2 separate regions of the Gossypium hirsutum genome follow, and region 1 is linked to region 2. Evidence: chromatin contacts called from public Hi-C data. All regions are on one chromosome and are shown on one strand. Each heading gives the region's core, a stretch centred on a gene start, on an enhancer-like site or on the middle of the called end of the contact. The rest is flanking DNA. Distances are from core to core; before and after follow the strand shown.

Evidence for each region. Hi-C and Micro-C count contacts between places; a contact is called where the count stands out from the background.
Region 1: a contact with region 2 is called in a Hi-C map of hypocotyl, with 5 times the contacts expected there. The contact joins the enhancer-like site here to the promoter of LOC107914518 in region 2. A contact is called at or near these places in 12 of 34 Hi-C or Micro-C datasets (anther, callus, hypocotyl and 1 more).

What each region holds. Positions count from the first base shown.
Region 1 is chrD10:9,277,494-9,283,815 of Gossypium_hirsutum_v2.1, forward strand. No RefSeq gene overlaps it. Among protein-coding and RNA genes, the nearest start is that of LOC107915856, 33 kb to the left of the region's middle. Within about 2 kb of position 3,603, at least 4 of the 9 cell types and tissues checked have an H3K27ac peak or open chromatin away from gene starts, as enhancers often do. A contact at or near this core is called in hypocotyl and leaf, where this site is marked.
Region 2 is chrD10:9,152,349-9,158,547 of Gossypium_hirsutum_v2.1, forward strand. LOC107914518 reads left to right here and starts at 2,021. Exons shown (of 2, transcript XM_016843458.2): 1 at 2,021-2,260; 2 at 3,265-3,603. The coding sequence starts at 2,050. The coding sequence ends at 3,410.

The DNA.
Region 1 (6,322 bases), core at 2,353-4,852, 130 kb after region 2:
CTAACAACAAGTGATGTACCATATGTACCTCATGTTGATGTACATGGATCAATTTTTAACAAAAAAATGGAGGAAATTTTAACAGAAAAACCAATTTGCTCTTTGATATTATGAACAGGGACTAATTTGCCCATTTTTTTAATAAAAAGGGCAAAATGCAATTTAACTCCTAATATAGGGGCCTCCATGGTAATTTTGCCAACTCCTAATATAGGTTGTCCAATTCAGGAAATTATAGAAAGCAACTCTTAAGTACGCACCACAACGATGGCCTCAAAAGCAAGCACTAGCAAAAAGCAATCACCTTAAAATTTAGACAGTCTTCAAAAGGCCAGGAGTCAAACCATCATGTGAGAATTCTGCTACCAAAAAAACAAGCCTGGTGCATTGACAGTCTCTTCTCTTCCCATTTGGCGACAAATCAAGGTAGCAGATAGGGCTTAGGAAACACTGAAACCACGTGGCCCCATGGGCGAATCTAGGGGGCTAGTAGGGGCCTAGGCCCCCATAAAATGGAAAATTTTCCATTTTGGCCTTTTAAATTTTTAAAAAATTTAAATTAATAAAGGTAAAATTTCACTTTGGTCCCCTAAAAATGATAAATTTTTTATTTAGTCCTTTAAAATTTACATTTTTACTATCGTAAAAATTACAATTTAATTTTGACCCCCTAAAAAAAATTCTAGCTTCGCCCCTGTGTAACCCTGCTAGAAATCATCAGAAAATGCCCGCACATAAGCCCCGAGCAAGGAAAGGAATAAAGTTCCATCAAACATGGGAAGCTCCCATGAGGATCCGACAAGAGAGGACTCCTGCCTAGCTCTTGTCTAAAAGGAAAGACTAAAGAGACAACCACCCCCTTCGAACGACCGAGGTTAGAGTATCATTTGAGTAAAGGGAAGAGAAAGATGAAAATTAAAAGGATGGAGGGCAAGAGAGTTGCAAACTTAGGGTAAGTTTGGATGGGCGGTGCGTTTACCTGCGGAAGGACTAGTTTGGATGAGCGGTGTGTTTACCTCCGGTGAGGTTAAAAACAGCGGTGGCGGTGAGATTAGTTACTGTAGCGGTGAGATTGGATACTGTAGCAGTGAGATTAGAAACAATGGTGGAGTGTGTGTTTGGATTCAAACGCAGCTGTAGCGGTGAGGTGAGAATAAAAAATGACTATTAAGGACATCAGATTAGAATTGATATATAATAGAAGTTATTTAAATTATTTTACTTTTTTAAATTATTAAAATATGTGAATTTATAAATTCATTTAATAAAATATTAAAATGTATCTTTCAATATTTTAATGAATTATAAAATTAATTTAAATTATTTATTAGATAAAATGATAATTATTTTTAATTTTGTTATAGTAACTCTTTTTCTTTTGCTCTCACCCAAGGGTCCAAGGAGATGATTTACTTTCTCCACAAAACATGGTCAATTTACTCCCAAGGGCTTTGGCCAATTCCTCAACTAATCCCTATCAATTTCCAATCAATTAAATTCTTCCTCCTTACATTTAACATACCACTTTACTTTCCTCTACGATTTAATCCATAAGCCAATTCAATTTAAATTTTAGAAAATTTCCGGTTTCATGTTTAATTAATAAATAAAAGTATCATTTAACTTCATCCCTAATATGACACAAATTACGATAAATGGAAATTTTGGATTATATTATTTGCTTTTTTTTAGTATTATTATTCCTACTATATTTTTCTCTCAGGTGTTTTTTTGAGTAATGAAATATTAGAGTAAGAATTATATGAAATAGAGATATTATCTCTTTATTATAGTTTAATATTATATTAATATTTTTATCCTAAATTTTATGATTTTTATTTTTATTTAATTTTTTCCAAAATAAAAATATGATTAAACTCATCCATTCCAACTCATTCTTCTTCATGTTCTTTTCTTCTCTGAATACCCGTTCATGCCTTCTTATTTTTTCCAGTTTGTGAAACTAATGCCTAATAATTTAAGCCAAAATTAGGGAAAAAATATAGACCAAGTAATAACATCATTGCTAGATTAAATTCATTCTCTTCTTCAGTGTAATTTCTGAAACTAGAATCTGTATCTTCTTTTAACTTCCTTGAGAATCCCCATATCTTCTTTTCAACTTTTTCATCTCACTTTCTTTAAACACAACCCTTAAAAGTCACCTAACACCTTTTCAATTTGCTCTTATTTTTATTTTAGATTCAAAATAACAGCCGACCACCATGGATGTAAGTTGTGTTTCTCTTCTTGTTTGAATTTCTTCTTTAAAGCTAAATCTAAGGTGGGATTTTTCTTGTTTTGCCTGTTTAACTAGGATTATAATTGCAAGAGAAGTGGGCAAATTCCAGCATTTGGAGACTGGGATCATGCAAATGAATTGCCCATAACTCAGTACTTTAAATCTGCTCGTGAAGCTGGTTTGATTCGTTTCAGCTCTTCATCAGCAAAACCCAAACATTATCTTACTGTTGATTTGAAAACCAAACATCCTCGTAATCATGTTCCTGTTAGAAAGGTTAGCTAGCTCTTCTTCTTCTTCTAAGAATCTTGCTGAATTTGAGATAAGAGAATGAATGGGGTTTGGTATAATATTTAGGGTATTATTGTCTTCTAAAAATGTCTACTGCCCTACTGGAACTTTTACCGGTCAGCTTAAAGCTGTCCAGTGCAGTAGAAACTCCTCACTGTGCTGGAAGCCAACACATTCAAAGGCTGTCCAGAGTCCAGTCCAGTGCAATGAGATTGATAATAAAGGGGAAAAAATTCAACGCACTGTTGTGCGTTGGCATCCAAAGGAGCCATTAGTGTAAAAACAGCGGTGGCGGTGAGATTAGATACTGTAACGATACTGTAGCGTGAGACAAAAAGTAAGCTAAACGCACCGCACCGCACCCAATCGCCCATCCAAACCCACTCTTAAACTCTTCAACTTTACGATTACAATCAAAACAATTACTCATGTATAAATTAAAGACTAAAATTATATCAACCACTATTGCCGACTACCATGATACAAATACTCTAATTCTTAAACATATCCACCTTAGCATTCGAGTTAAAACACAAAATGCAATAATCAATTTACTTTGTAATAAAATATAAAAAAGAATTATTATTATTGTAGTTGCTGCTGCCGTTTTGACTTGACCCATATTGAATTTTACTGCAGGCTCTTGGATTCTTTTTAATAGCGGAATCTAAATGTGATGGAAATGATAATAAAAGTTAAAGTTGGGGAAATGGGTTACTGGCTCTTTGCTTGTCCTCAATGGTTAAGTGCTTTTCACTTATCCTTGACAAGGATCGAGAGCCGGTAAGCATAGGAAATCAAAGAAAACCAAAACCAAAATTAAAATACGAAATGAGGTATTCTAAAATACCTTTTTATTTTATTTAAAAAATAAAGGAAAATGAAAAAAAATCATTTATATAAATTGAAGTAAAAATCCATTTTGTTTTCTTTAAAAAGTAAACAAAAAAATGAAAAAGAAATCATTTATGAGAACTCAAGGAAAAATCCATTTTGATAGGAGTAAATGTGTGAAATTGTTGCCATAGGCTCATGCCCAACCTGATGTATTTTGGGCCATGGCCTGTAGTCTTTTTAGGGGTGAGCCAATAATTGGTTTATTCTCTTATATTTAACCCCCCATCATTCTATTATAATTGGTTTTATCCGTGAAGTTGGTTAGTCGATTTATTTAAAATAATTAAAAAATTAATGTCTTGTAAGTTGTAAGTATGAAAAGTTCATAAGAAGAATTTAAAAAATAATAATAATTAAGCTATTCGACTTAATTCGCACCCAATTGAATCATTATCGCTCAAAAATTTAATTAAACCCTTCTACTAATAATTTTTGTATTTGTCTTTGTTGGCCATTAAAATCAGCTAATGGACACACAGAAGCACTAGATTTAATCTTTCATTTTTTTAATATAAAAATTATAAAAATATGGTAAAATTGTAAAGCTTATAAAAATTATTTAAAATTTATCCAATTATAGGAAATTATAAAAGAAACTTATAAAAATTACAAATATACATTAAGATTTTAATAATTATTGAAAAAATATTAAAGTTTTAAGAAATTATAAATTTATTATAAAAATTTATAAAAACTTTTGATTTTTAAACTATTTAGGGTAATGACTAAGAGGGTGGTCGGAGATGCAGGCTTGATCTTGCTACGATGTGGCTGGCTTTGGTTGTGGCAGTGGGCCGAAACGATGGCCTAGGTTGCTCTATGGTGATTGCTGATACTTTGAGAAGCAAGGGTGGAGCAGCTGGTGTGTGTTAGTGTAACATAATGGCAGCATTAGGACTCAAGCGGGACCAAGGGTGGACAAGGAAGGGTAGTGGGGAGAGTGCAGTGGTTTATGTAAAATATGAAATTTAAAATATAGACTTGGATAAAATTTAAGACTTGTTTTCTATATAGGTTGAGCCTTGGACAAAAATTTTTTACCTGAGCCTGACCCAAATATTATTATATAAAATTATATATGTTTAATTTATATTAAATCACTAATTCAAAAACAATTAAATTCATTATCTAAAACCTAAAGTAACACTCTAAACCCGACCTATGCCAGTCAACTAGCTTACCATTAAAAATGGTTTATGTAAACTCAACCCAATTTAAAATGCAATTAATAAACTAAACAAAAAACTTAATTCTAAAATTTGCCAACCAGCTTACCATTTCAGTCACAGAATGCATAACAAAATTTTCTTCGTAATAAAAATGTAATTGTTGCCATGTACCCATTATGGGTTATAATATAAAATCTATAAAACATATCACTGGCTCACTCCTTGTTCTCAATGGTTAGGTGTTAATCTTTATCACTTAACCATGGGCAAGGTTCGAGAGTTGGTAAACTCAGGGACTAATGGAAGCAAAACAATTAACCTTTATTTCATAAGAGGTATTCTAAAATACCTTTTCTTTTCCTTCCTAGAACTCAATGAAAAGTCATTTTGATACTAGTGTGTCTGAAGGCTCTCAAATCTCGCCATAGGCTCATGCCCAACGAGATGTGTTTTGGGCCAACACTTGCAAAGGTTATAATCTATCATGGTTATTTTGAAGGACTTAAAAAGGAGATTCCTATTTTATTTAGGTAAATTATATTTAATGTCACTAAATTATTAGTAAATTTTTTTATAGTAAAAATGACTTTAAGCAATGTTTCTAAATTGTTTTGAAGGAATTAAGGAGATTCATATTTTATTTATGTTTTGGTTATTCAATTTTAAAAAATTTAAAAATAGTCGTTAAATTATTCAAAAATTTTCATTCAAGCTACCGGTTGTTAAAATCGTTGCTATACAACCCTTTATGCTCGAACCGCCTACACCAATCAAAAGCTCTCTTTCCCTTCTTTTCTACAATTCAATTTTTTTCATGAAACAATTTTGAATGTCACAAATTTGTAGACCAAAATCCAAACAACTTTCTTTTTCAATCTCCAACATTGATCGTCAGATCGACTTGGATCTAAAGTTTATTTTTCTATTCGTCGATGGGTACTAATCCATTATACCGATCGTCGAATCGTCGTTTGGAGCCCACTAGCCAGGCTTTTGAAAAACAAAAACTTAATAGCGTAGTAACTTAAATGAAAACTTTTGTATAGTTTAGTGATCATTTTGTAATTTTTTGAAGTTAAGCGACCAAAACTTAAACTTACTACTAGTTTAGGGACATTGTTGTAGTTTACCCTCTTATTTAATAATAGTGTTTCTTTTTAAGTAAAAAATCGAGGCAAAAAATATACTAAAAAACAAATCCAACAACCCCAATAAAATACAAGTCTGACTTTTCAGTCATTTGGGGAACAAACAAACAGCTATAAAGAAAGAAGTAATTAATAGGAAATATAAAACAGAAACCAAAACAAAAGAAGAAAATTGCCTCGGAGCAGAGGAAAATGAATCATCAATAGAAGGAGACCTTCCATCTTCTCCTCTAGATAGAAATCATCCAAACCCAGAACTCCGATAGTCTTCCAGTCAAGAGGTCACAAGCAATCGTAGAATCAAGTCCCTTCAGGAATCTGCAATGACCGACGGTCATTTTCAACCATCTCAGCTTAGCAGCTTCATGAGGTACATCTTCAACCCAAAAATGAGAGTTTCCCAGCTTAAACCCATTTTTAGCAATTGTATGGGCAACAGTATTTGAATCTCGATCTGCATGTTGAAATAAAACAGAAATAAAATAAGGGACATCACTCTAATATCTTCAGTAAAAATTCCAATAACAGATCTATCTGTAATCCCTCTACGAGCCTTCATTATAGTCATTCTAGAG
Region 2 (6,199 bases), core at 771-3,270:
TGCTAGAGAGATGCCGTATGGAGAATGCAAAAGGAGGTTCTATGCCTATGGTTAGTTCTTGTTAGTTGTCTAAACATATGAGAGGATCACTTGAAAATCTGCATGAGTATCGAAGCATTGCTAGGGAATTACAATATGTGGTTCTCACTTATCCTGACATTGCTTATGCTGTCAACCACATTTGTCAGTTCATGCATGCCCTAACTGATGTTCATTATGTTGCGACTAAACAAATTTTGCATTATCTTTATAACACTATTGATTATGGTATACAAATACAACCTTTTGACAAGTTATCTTTGGTTGTATATGCTGATGCGAATTGGGGTCTTGATTTTGATGATTGTCGATCCACAACTGGGTATTGTGTGTTTTTTGGTAGTAATATCGTCTCTTAGTGTTCTAAAAAGCAGCAAGTTGTGTCTTGATGATAACAAAAGCCGAATATAGGAGTATTGCTGCTACTGCTGATGTTACATGGCTTGAGTCATTGTTGAGTGAGCTTCGCATGGTTTCAAATGACAAATCTGCTATTTGGTGTGACAATTCAAATGTCATTGCTGTTTTAGCCAATTCAGTTCTTTATTTGAAATTCAAACACGTCGAGCTTGATTTGTTCTTTGCTCGTGAGAAAGTTGCTTACGAAAGAATTGTTGTAAGTGAAGTTCCAGTGCCTTGATCAAGTTGCTGACATACTTACCAAGTCGTATCCTCCACATTTTTTTTCAATTGTAGAGTAAACTTGGTGTTACAAGACGTGAGTGATGGGTGAATATTAGAGTAACTAAGAGTCAGTTGGAGTAGTTAGTTTGATTAGAAGTTAGTCTGCTTAGGATTTGTTAGCAGTAGTTGCTGCTATTCTTCTTTGTATAAAGCATGTTATTCATAGTTTGAGCAGTACTAAATATGCTATTCTTCTTTGTATAAAGCATGTTCTAAAAAGCATGGACTAAATATGTTATTCAATTAATAGAAGGTTGTTATGCTCAAGTAGGTCCCTCATCGTCTTGAGGGCATGTTTACACTTAAAAGAATGTTCATCCTTAAAGCAGGTGCCTGGCCATTTTCAAGGGAATGAAGGGTTGGTACTCCTTTGATCCTGGCAAATGGTCCAACTAAACCTCTTTTCAAGTTGAGTCAACGTGAAGGTCAACATTTTGAGTTGCTGATTATGTGTCCTTTTATAAACAACTATAATTAAATTAAGGCCTTAATGGTGAAATGAAGATTGAATTACTTGAATACAAATAAATTTAAATAAATTGTTGAAGCTTTACATGGATGAGACTAATTTAACTCAAATTAATTTACTCGCATATAATTTACGTATACATAATTTGAACTTAAAATTTTAAAATTTCTAAAAGTTGAAAGTTTTCGTTAAGCCAAGATTTTGAATTTAAGATTTGAATAACTTAAATTCAAATAAATTATTGGTGATATCAAATTTTAATTAAAAATTAATAAATCGATCACTTTTCAAAATAAAATTCGAAATTTGTAATTATTATACTAAGAATCCATTTTTCAAATTGTCAAAAAGGTTATAAATTTCTTATGTTAATCCAATATTACCTGATATATATATATATATATGAATTAAGATATGAATGATTAGATGGAATAAATACATTATAATTTAAATAAAAATATTGCCCAATTAGATCTTTTACAAAGAAGACTTCAATAAGTCTATAAAACTAAGCATAATTTAAATAAATGGATAAATATATTTAGTACATTTGAATTCATATTTTTCTACACTTATAGTAGTATCGATACGAGTTAAATTAAAATTGAGTCGATTGTTAAAAATAATTTATGTAAAATTTCACTCACCATCTAAAATCTTGTGAGCCATTTAATTGAATTTTCAAATCAACCCCTCCTTTAATTTTAAAAAAATACTTTAAAAATTAAAACTCCCCACAAAAACGAGAGTACCAAATTGGTAGGCCCAATTTCAGATGAGAAAAATGAAATTAGCCTTATAGTCCAAGCCCACTACTATATAAACGATAATTTGGGGAGTTTAAGTGAGTTGGTTGCATGGATACCAGAAAAATGGAAATGCTCACCCCTTTCGCACCTTCACCCCACCACTCTTATTCCTTTTCCAAATCTTTGATCTTTCCCCCCAGGTTTCATCCCCTCTCTCCCTCCCTCCCCGTCCGCCTCCGTTCCTTTTCCCCTACCCGCCCTCCACGTTGTCTCTCTGCCGGCTCCCCTCCACCTTCTCCGCCTGACTCTGACCCCCCAGGTTTCCACCTTTTTTTCTCTTTTTTTTTTTTAACTTTTGCTGATTGTGTGTTCATGCGATTGGAGTTGGATTTGGATTAATTTCTTTGATTTTTTCTTGTGTGTGTGAATAATTATGGAAAATTTAGACTTTGGATATTTTCCGCTCATATTTTGTCTTTTCTTTCTAGTTGTCAAGTTGTTTTCTTTTCTTCTTCCTTTAAAATTCAGTCTTGAAATTGCAAATATGTTAGTTGTAAGTTCAGAAGCTTAGTGTAGCAATTAATAGTTGCTTTCTCTCTTTATTTTCTTTTTTCTGGATTAAGAATCAAAAAAGGAAAAGAAAATTTTAGATTACCAGTAACATTTCTGGCTCTTCAAAAGTGGATGAGTGTTTTGTTTGTTACTGTTTTCCATAATTAACACCCAAGTGAACATAGTAGATTAGTAGTGTATTTTTTAACAAGAACTGGTACTTAATTTTACACATCATCCGTTAATGCATCATTGGAGTAAAAGCAACTGTTTAGAACCATTGTTACTTGGAATGCGGATTGGTCTGGTACGAGGAATGAAAACTAGAACCAATTCACAATTCGATAGGGCAGTCTTCTTTGTTTCCTTAGTAGGAACGAAATATGATTTATTGAATGTAAAACTTTTCTTTTGGGAATTTTTATATAGTTTTGTGTTATCATAAGTAAAATTTGAAGCTTGTGATTTGTTTCTTTTATTCGATGATTTTTATAATAGATTATATGTTAATGGGATCACGAATGTGTGTACCAATTTGAAAGTTGCTATGGAGATGGTGATTTTTGGTGATAGAGATCAGAAATATCTGTCGTGACAATGTAATGCTACCAAAGGGCGGTATTAAAAGACCCATATTTTTTTCATTGCATATAATTAGCTAAATTTGACTCTTTCTTGTTTGCTTGTTGTATTTGAAGTCAAGATTCCATTGAAACTGCTTTGAAGGCAACCAGTTCTGGTATTCTTATGATCCTTTTGTCTGTGGAACAGGATTAGAGGGAAAGTTGTCTAGATTTCAGGATCGTGCACGGATCTTCTTTGCTGTTCTTTTCTGGATGTCTCTGTTTTTCTGGTCTTCTTCATGGGATGGGAGGAATACTGGTAAACCTAACAAAGGATCTCGATTTAGAAGATAACCTAGTAAGAAATTTGGTTCTGTATATAAATATCAGACTCAGATAGATTAGTACCAGAAATACGCGAAGAAAATTAAAATATAGGTAAAGAACTTGTACTTTGTTTTCTTTCATTTCCAATTAGCTTTTGTTATATTAGGGAAACATATTCTTGTAACATCTTATGGAATCAAATATCAAGGTTTTCCATTTACCTTCTGGGAGGTAGATAAAAGTGAGATGCCACACAATGTAATCGTTCCTAATTACATATGTTTGTCATGGATAGGTAATTATTGTAATTAGTGAGTCCCATCGAATTGAGTATAATTGTAGCACCCCAATTACTTGCTTCATTTCTTAGGAGATGCTGAGAATTGGAGGAACTATGCAAGTAATTAGTCTTGATGACTTTCATACTTTAGCTTTTTTATTTCTTTAAGATGTAGTTACACTCTACTAGCCAAACACATATAGAGAGTTATAATTCTTTGTAATTACAAGAGGGTGTTATTACTACTGTAGTAATAACACTTTCTTGCAATCACTCTATGGTGTCACAACACACCTTTAACTTGCTTTTTTTGTTGCCTACATTCATAGTTAACTCTTTTTTGTCTAGTACCTAATTAGATATCATTAGAGTAATTTGATACTACCAGTCGGCTACGTTTTGAATGCATGAATTGCATGTTTATCACTACTTGTTCCCTTCTGTGCATGGTTTAGATGCTAGCCAATTAGATTATGATTGAGGTTTTATTTCTTCTATTTGTTGGATTATTGATTAGCGAACAAGGTCATGAATTATGACATAAGGGCATTTCTTAACAAGGGTGTGGGTTCTCTTTATGATACAAAGATTGATAACCTATGTTTTTGCAGTGATTTTGTATATTAAAGCCTCTAACAGATTATATTATTCTTTTTCAATTCCTGCACTTTGTCTATGTTAACCTGATAAATCACTAACAACCAAGGTCATGAACTGTGACATTTGAATCTTTGTGGTATGTATATTGGTGTGAATTTGGGAGAGGTCATATATATTCACCCTTGGTGGTTCTCAGGCCATGATAGTGTAAGTTTAAATGTCACAGGTATCCAATATTTGATAAAATGGCCATATTAGACAGGTATGTAACGTAAAAGAATGCTGCATGTTTCTAACTGGGTTTTTCTTTAAAAATATTGTTCTCTTGTATGATATTACAGTATCGCTGCTAATTAGTTGATGATTTTGAGCATCAATAAGGCCCAAATTCTGTAGTAGCTTCATCAAAGAAGGTAAAGCTTGGCTTAGTGTGACTGTGAATTTGGAGAATTAGCTTCCATTTTAGTCTATGTAAAAGATGGATTCAACTTAGTTGGCACTATATGGAAGCAGGTTTAAATTTTCTTCAGTAATCAGAAATAGGCAGAGATATGAGAAGTTATGGAAGTGAAAACATGGTGAAGTGGCAGTATGATGTCCACAACGTGATTTGGGAGTATTATCAGGGAAAAAATAGCTGGTTTTCCATGGTTGAGATTTGTGGCTTCTATTTGCCTTTCAACTTACAAAGTATCTTAACCAAAATGCTTGGTTAAAATCAATGGCTGACAGTCTTTTATCCATGCATGGGAACGAAATTATATATAAGATCATTATTTGATACATTACTGAAAGAGTTTTTAGGAGGTAATAAAAAAAATTATAAGAATAAAAATAACCTTTTAAGAATAAAGATACCATATTTTAAAAAAAAAAATGTGATTAAAATAATTTAAATTTTCGACAATTTTTTAACAATTATTTTAAATATTTAAAAAAAAGGTACTAGTAATTTTAATTTCTTAATTTTTTATATTTTAAAAATATTTTGATTCCATATTTTTAACCTTTTGATTTCTTAAAATAATTTCTAATTTTTTTCCCCAAAAAACTCCAGATATTGGATAAGGCATTGCCCATTAAGCCCATGACCATGATCCAAGTTCATTTTAAAGACCTTTCTTAATGTACCATTTGAGTTCAACGATTTACAACAAAGGATGACTATTATTTTGAAACAGTAAGAGTATTTATTTTATGGAAAATAATTTATGGAAAATACTTTTATATTTTCATATTTTTTTTAAAAAAATTGATTAATAGAAAATAGTTTACTGGTAATAAAAATAAGTTTTTTTTTGGTGAAATTAACTTCGTTATTTTTTAAATGGAGGTTCTTATAAATAACTTTATTTTTATATGAAAATTAACTTGAATAAAGTTAAATTTTATTATATTAATAATAAGTTTTTAGTTTTAATTTTTAAAAATATTAAAAATATTCAAATACTAAACATATATATTTTAAATTTTAATATTATTAAACATACATATTTATATTTAATCATATATTCAATTATTATAATTAATATGATTTATTGTTTTAATAAAATTATTTAATAATACTATTTTATTTCAAAAATAAAATTTATCATTAATAATAATTTTAAATTTTAACTAGTATTTTAATATATTATTGAAAAATTATATTAATATTTTAGTAATAAATATATATTACAATTTATACATAATAATAATAAACACTTGATATAATAAAATATGACTATTTTAATAATATAAATATGAATATTATTTCAATATTAGTTAGCTTCATTTATCTCTTCTAACTTCTATTTGTCATTGCCATGCTTAATAAATGTAACTTCAAATTAAGTTTTACTTAGTAATTAGTTATTATTAAATTTATATAATATATTATTTATGTGACCCTTCAATTTTTCAAGAAAAGGTCATTTTAGCTCTCTGTACAAATTTT